Linked DNA regions of Mus musculus: region 2 is linked to region 1. A link is a contact called in public Hi-C data. All regions are on one chromosome and are shown on one strand. Each heading gives the region's core, a stretch centred on a gene start, on an enhancer-like site or on the middle of the called end of the contact. The rest is flanking DNA. Distances are from core to core; before and after follow the strand shown. Region 1 overlaps Pcdh9 (protocadherin 9). Region 2 holds the start of Pcdh9 (protocadherin 9).

What was found. A called contact is a pair of places that touch in the nucleus more often than the background predicts.
Region 2: a contact with region 1 is called in a Hi-C map of uterus. The contact joins the promoter of Pcdh9 here to the enhancer-like site in region 1. A contact is called at or near these places in 1 of 39 promoter capture datasets (neural stem cells), 4 of 484 Hi-C or Micro-C datasets (the AtT-20 cell line, cerebellar granule neurons and uterus), 2 of 115 datasets of contacts at active chromatin or transcription factors (astrocytes and fibro-adipogenic progenitors) and 1 of 9 other capture datasets (adipose tissue).

What each region holds. Positions count from the first base shown.
Region 1 is chr14:93,497,854-93,500,540 of GRCm38.p6, reverse strand. All of the region lies in intron 3 of Pcdh9 (protocadherin 9), which reads left to right. Among named protein-coding and RNA genes, the nearest start is that of Gm23509, 360 kb to the right of the region's middle. Within about 2 kb of position 1,315, at least 62 of the 459 cell types and tissues checked have an H3K27ac peak or open chromatin away from gene starts, as enhancers often do. A contact at or near this core is called in cerebellar granule neurons, neural stem cells and uterus, where this site is marked.
Region 2 is chr14:93,889,353-93,892,039 of GRCm38.p6, reverse strand. It overlaps Pcdh9 (protocadherin 9), which reads left to right and starts at 1,371. Exons shown (of 5, transcript NM_001081377.3): 1 at 1,371-1,919.

The sequences.
Region 1 (2,687 bases), core at 66-2,565:
GTGCTAGGTACTCTGTGCTAGGTGCTCTGTGCTAGGTACTCTGTGCTAGGTACTCTGTGGGGAGTTTCCCTACAAGAGCACTTTGCAACTCCATTGTATTGTGTGGGGTGGCCTTTTAAAAACACATAGATGGTTCTAGTTTTACACTGGCTATAAAACAAAACGAAACACCTGAACATAGAAAAAAGGAATCTGTAGTGGGGAGGAACATTCTAGAGAAGCGAAAAGGGGATAAGAGAGTCTGGTGGTGAGAGTAATCAAATGCATTGTGTACTTGTATGAAAATATTAAAGAGCTTATACAAAAGATTTTTAAAAAAGCAAAGTATCAAGTTTCAGCAGAGCGACTCTTCAATTGCAAGGGCCCAAGAAATAGAGCCAAGTAAGAAGGAGGTAAGCTCATAAGAGGAACAGTTTTTCATTTTGAATTTCTGTCTTCTTTGTGGACTCTGGATGATAGGAAATTCAAACAAACACATGGTCATTGTGACCTTGTTTCCCCACGTGACTAGATGTTTTTTTGTTTTTTTTGTTTTTTGTTTTTTTTTTCTGCTTTTATTTCTATCTAGCAAGGCCTCAGCTGATGTTTTGGTCTCTGAAGTTTCAAGTCATTTAGCATTGCTTTCATGTTTAAGCATGAGAATTTCTCACACCTGGCTGAGGAATGTTGTTCCTAAATGCTTTTGATTTTGAGAATTGTTAACTTGCAGGCTTAAGTTTACTTCTAACCTTCTCTTTCTCCTTGCACTTGTAGTATTTGAATAAGAATTGTCCTTCAAAAGTCTTCTTTAATAAATATGTATTAAATGGATCAGTGTTTGTCAAACCAAGAACAGAACCTTTCTTTAATTTTATAATATAAGAGTCTTTAAATATTTTCAGGGCAAAAGAAATAAATTGCATTGATTTTAAATATGATAACTCAAATATTTATAGGCATCTCCGTGTGAAAATAACATAGTGGGGAGGGCTGTGTGGTTAGTCAGAGGACATGTTTTGGAGCACCCTAAGAAGCGCCAAAGAAAAGTTAAGTCAGCACATAACACAGATTCAGTGGCAAAAATAAAACAGATCTACAGATCATCCATCACTTCTGTGTTGTGACCTCTGCCGAATCGACTAGCAAATTCTGTGTTATTGAATCACAATGACAGAGCCAAATACAAATGTCAGGACTTTACTCTGGTCCCTGGGTCTTGCCATATCGCCATCCTCATTTTATTTTCCCTTCCCAGGGACACTTTGGAAGATTTAGAGGCTTTCAGCCTAATCTGACGGGCTCCACACAAACAGCTGGAGCTTTGCCAAGAGCCCAGCCTGATTATGTCAACAAGGCTGCCTCATCCACAGGGGAGCTCAGGCCGGGTTTGTGGAGTTCTGGGAACCGCCATGAATTAGCTTTATATGCTCCAAGAGGCAATTTCTTACAAAAACAGACTTCAGACACTGCCAGAGGAAATTGTTTCCCATTGGAAATAAGCGTCACCGGCGCTTGTCTTTTATAACTGTGTCATTTCGGCAGATCTTGGGACAGAGTATGGCTAGCCCTTGTGTTCCAAATCTCTGCAGAATCAAGCTAAATTAGCTCTGCACTTGCCAGGGCTCCTACCTAATGCTTATGGATTAAATGATCACTATTTAAGTGATAATTTTTAAGTCTAAAAGTTAGAAATTAAGCATGTAGTTTTGACCTCATCTTACAGAAGGTGACTGGCGGAGTTTAAAAGGGTTTTCTATTAAATATTGCACCGGAGTTAAGGAGAGTAGAGTAAGGCTAGAGCAGCTCATTAGCCTTTTTTCCCAACGTGTTAAGTGGAACACTAGGAAGGCTCACTTACAGATGTATTTAAATTTTAGTGGCATTTAAATACGGGTGATACATTTGGACTGGCCCTTTGCTATATTTCACTTGACAAAATACCTTTGCTCAAGACTAGGCAGAAGGTTATCTTATAGCTTCTCCCAATGTGCAATGAATTGACATTTTATGAAAACTTGTGAACTTCGCCGTATATAATGCTTTCCCACTTGCAGTGAAAAGAATTTGAGAAGGTACCAGTGTTCTTCTGGACTTTATCAGAACTTATTAATAATAGTAAAGTGTAACTATTTTGCATTAAATTTACATAGGATTACCATTAAGCATATGGAAATTCTGCTCAACAAATTGTCAAATAAATGTTGGAGAAATACCAAAGCATACAGACTATGAAGATAAAGTCTGAATGGTAGGTCTCTTTCAAATCTCAGCTCACAGATCAGAGAATGTCACGGAAGCGGAGGCAGAAATAGTATGAGAGCTAAGACCGATATGGATGACATAAAACAAGCACCAGGACCTACATACTTCTACACAAAATCCTCTGCATATATATTATAGCTCTCAGCTTAGTATTGCTATGAGACTCACAGATGTGAGAACAAGTAAGTCTTTGAGACTTTTTTCTTTTATTAATATTCATCAATCCAGTAGTTTACACCTCAAATGATATCCCACTTCTGGCTACCCCTCCACCATACATCTATCCCACATCTGCCCTCCCACCTCGTTTTTGCCTGATTGGGAGTACCCCCTCCCCCCCCCCCCCCACACACACACACACAATCTCCTGCCGCTCCACCCCAGCATCTTCCTACTCTGGGCCATCCAACCACTCCCTTCAACCCCACCCCTCGACCAAGGACCTC
Region 2 (2,687 bases), core at 122-2,621, 390 kb before region 1:
CCTGCCACAGTGTGAGAAACACAAGGTTTAGAATAAATGCCCTGTATTCTTCGTCCAAGTTAGCAAAAGTCAACCATGCTGTAAGACCTCAGATCACCTTTATATTACCATTCAGGTGGGGATTTGTTACTTAACTAATAGGGTTTTATATCAAACTTTATTCAGGCACCTGTCTGGCACCGGTGCTGCCAAACCTTCCTAACTTACTGGTTTTTAAAGATGAGTGAGGCTTTGAGGGAATATGACAGAAATCAGGGTGACCCTTTCTGAAGTATCCCATCCAGCCCTGGTATAAAAATGAGAAACAAGATTGTGCGGATGTACTACAGAGCTGAAGTCAGGGCCATGCCTGGCAGGGAAATGTGTCCAGCAGTAAGTGGCAAGGGGGAAAGGAGCTTTGCAGCTTGGCTAACAGCTGCTTGGGATTCCTTCAAGCCAGACGGAAGCAAAGTTCGCACATAGGTGAGCTGACAGCAGGCTCAGATGAAGCCTTCGTTCCAGAGAGCTAGGTTTTCCGGGTTCCCTGCGAGGCAAAAGAACGACAGAGGCTCTGCCACGACCAGGCGCCTAAGCTCCGATCAGATCCCAGGAAAGGAGACTTCTTGCTCAGCAAACTGTCCGTGGCTGCGCCCAGGGACCCCAGCTACAACGTACCTTTTCCCCAGGCACTTTCAGTGACCCTGCACGCAGTAAAAGCCCAGATTAATTTTCTTTCCATTTTCCACCGAGACTCAAATGTCTACTGCCCTATCTTTAGCTCTCCGCCCTCCTCGCCCTTCCTTCGGATGTCCCTGCCAGCAAATGCCTCAATTTGCAGCACCCGGCACAGAGCCGGTTTAATGGTTTAATGCGCTCCAGGATTTGCTGGCCAAAACTCCTCACTGAGGGGTGGCTGCGCGTCTCAGCCATCTCTGCAATTTAGCCCTTTCCACTTTGCAGACAGAAATGCATCAAGAGAAGAGCGGCCTCAATGACCCTCACCACCCGGTGGCGAGAATCTAGGTTCCCGGGTTTCGCTCCGGTGCAACCGCACCGCCCTGGCTCCGCCGCCGCAAGCTGGGTAAGAGCTCCAGAGCTCCCGAGCCACCCCGGGTGCTGGCCCCTGCCGGGCATGCTCAGTGCGCGTCCTGAAAACAGCTCTCCCGGGACCGGGATCGTTCCTCCAGGTTTTCGCGGCTGCCGAGGGGCGCTGGGGAGGGGGAGGCTGAAGACAGTCAGCGCCTTGTTCCGCGCCCCCTCCCGCAGCCCTCTGCAGCCTCCCGCACTGCAAGATGCTGGCCAATCAGGACCCGGAGGTGGGGCCTCGGTCGTCACGCCCTCCCTCTGGGCTTATTGAGAGTTATATCAAGAAATTCAGTTCAGAGAGAGGAGAGAGAGGAGAGGGAGAAGGAGAGGGGGGCAGAAGAGAAGGGAAAAACGAAGAGTACGCGAGGTAGGATGGAGAGCCTCAGTCTCTTAAGCGCGAAAGGACTCACGGATTAAGAATTTGCCGGGCAATTGGCACCCCGGGAAAACATCCAGAAAATCACCATCACCCAACTCTGACGTTTCCTACTAGAAGTTAGAGACTTCAGCAGTATTGCCATCGGATGCAAATGGTAGGCTGGATGCGGTGGGATACACTCCCGAGCTGAAGAAGTGCAATTGGATGTGGTGTGCGTTAAATACCAGAAGAGCCCAGACCCAGTGGGTAAAAGCGAGGAAATGTGGAGAGAATGACTAACGACAAATCTGTGAATTTGTTCTCGGGAGTTGCTAATTTGCCAGCCCGAAGCCACACATTTTACAAGGAGAAAACGTTTTGCTGCTTCTGAATTCTCCCCAAACTGGTGCTACCAGATGCATGGCTTTCTATGTGTTGGAGCAAATCCTTCTTAACTGCAGCCTACCGGGAAAGGGGCAAGGTTGAGGCAACTAATGTAAGTGTAAAGTTTCGCATTAACAATTCGAAATACCGTCTTTAGTTGTGTCCTCGGCGTAGATGAGAGGTGTTTGTAATTGGGTAGCTGGCTAGGGTAGAGCTCGCCTACTGGGTTGTATCTGCATCCCCACCTGCACCACTCAGCTGGAACTAATCGCGGGCATCAGCTACTGTGTAGCCTAATGCAGATAAGATTAGAGCCTGGGAGCTGACCAGTCTTACTCCGGGTGGGTAGCTGCCTGGAGCCTTGCACCCATTTAAACTGCAGTTAGAGGGGCATCTGAGCGGAAGTTCTTCTACGTGTGTTACCGGGTTGCGGTATTTATGTGTAGCAAATGTTACTAATATTCTAATGAGACACCGGATTAAGAAACTGCATTTTTGTTCTTTTATGCTCAATAGAAAAAAAAATACCGTGATGTTACATAGGAATGTTGTCTGTGTTTCACTTCCATCCCGGCATGCTGGTCCACCTCTGTGATAAGCAATTGTCTATTAGGATACGTTTTTTAAAAAGTTTTAATGTGTTTATTTATCTCAACGGGGGCAATGTGGAAATATGGAGAAAGGAGAGCACCCTCCGAGGAAGAAATGCCAAGTCTTGGTTTTGTGCTTTGAGGCAATGAGAACCCTTAGTGGCCAGTGACTACTGCTGTTGCTGCGGCTGCAGCAGCATGTCCGAATGCTCATTTTCCAGGAGGGTTGGATTATGAGACAGTTGAAGAACTGGGAGGAAGGAAAAGCAGTCTTTTGAGAGGAGGAGATG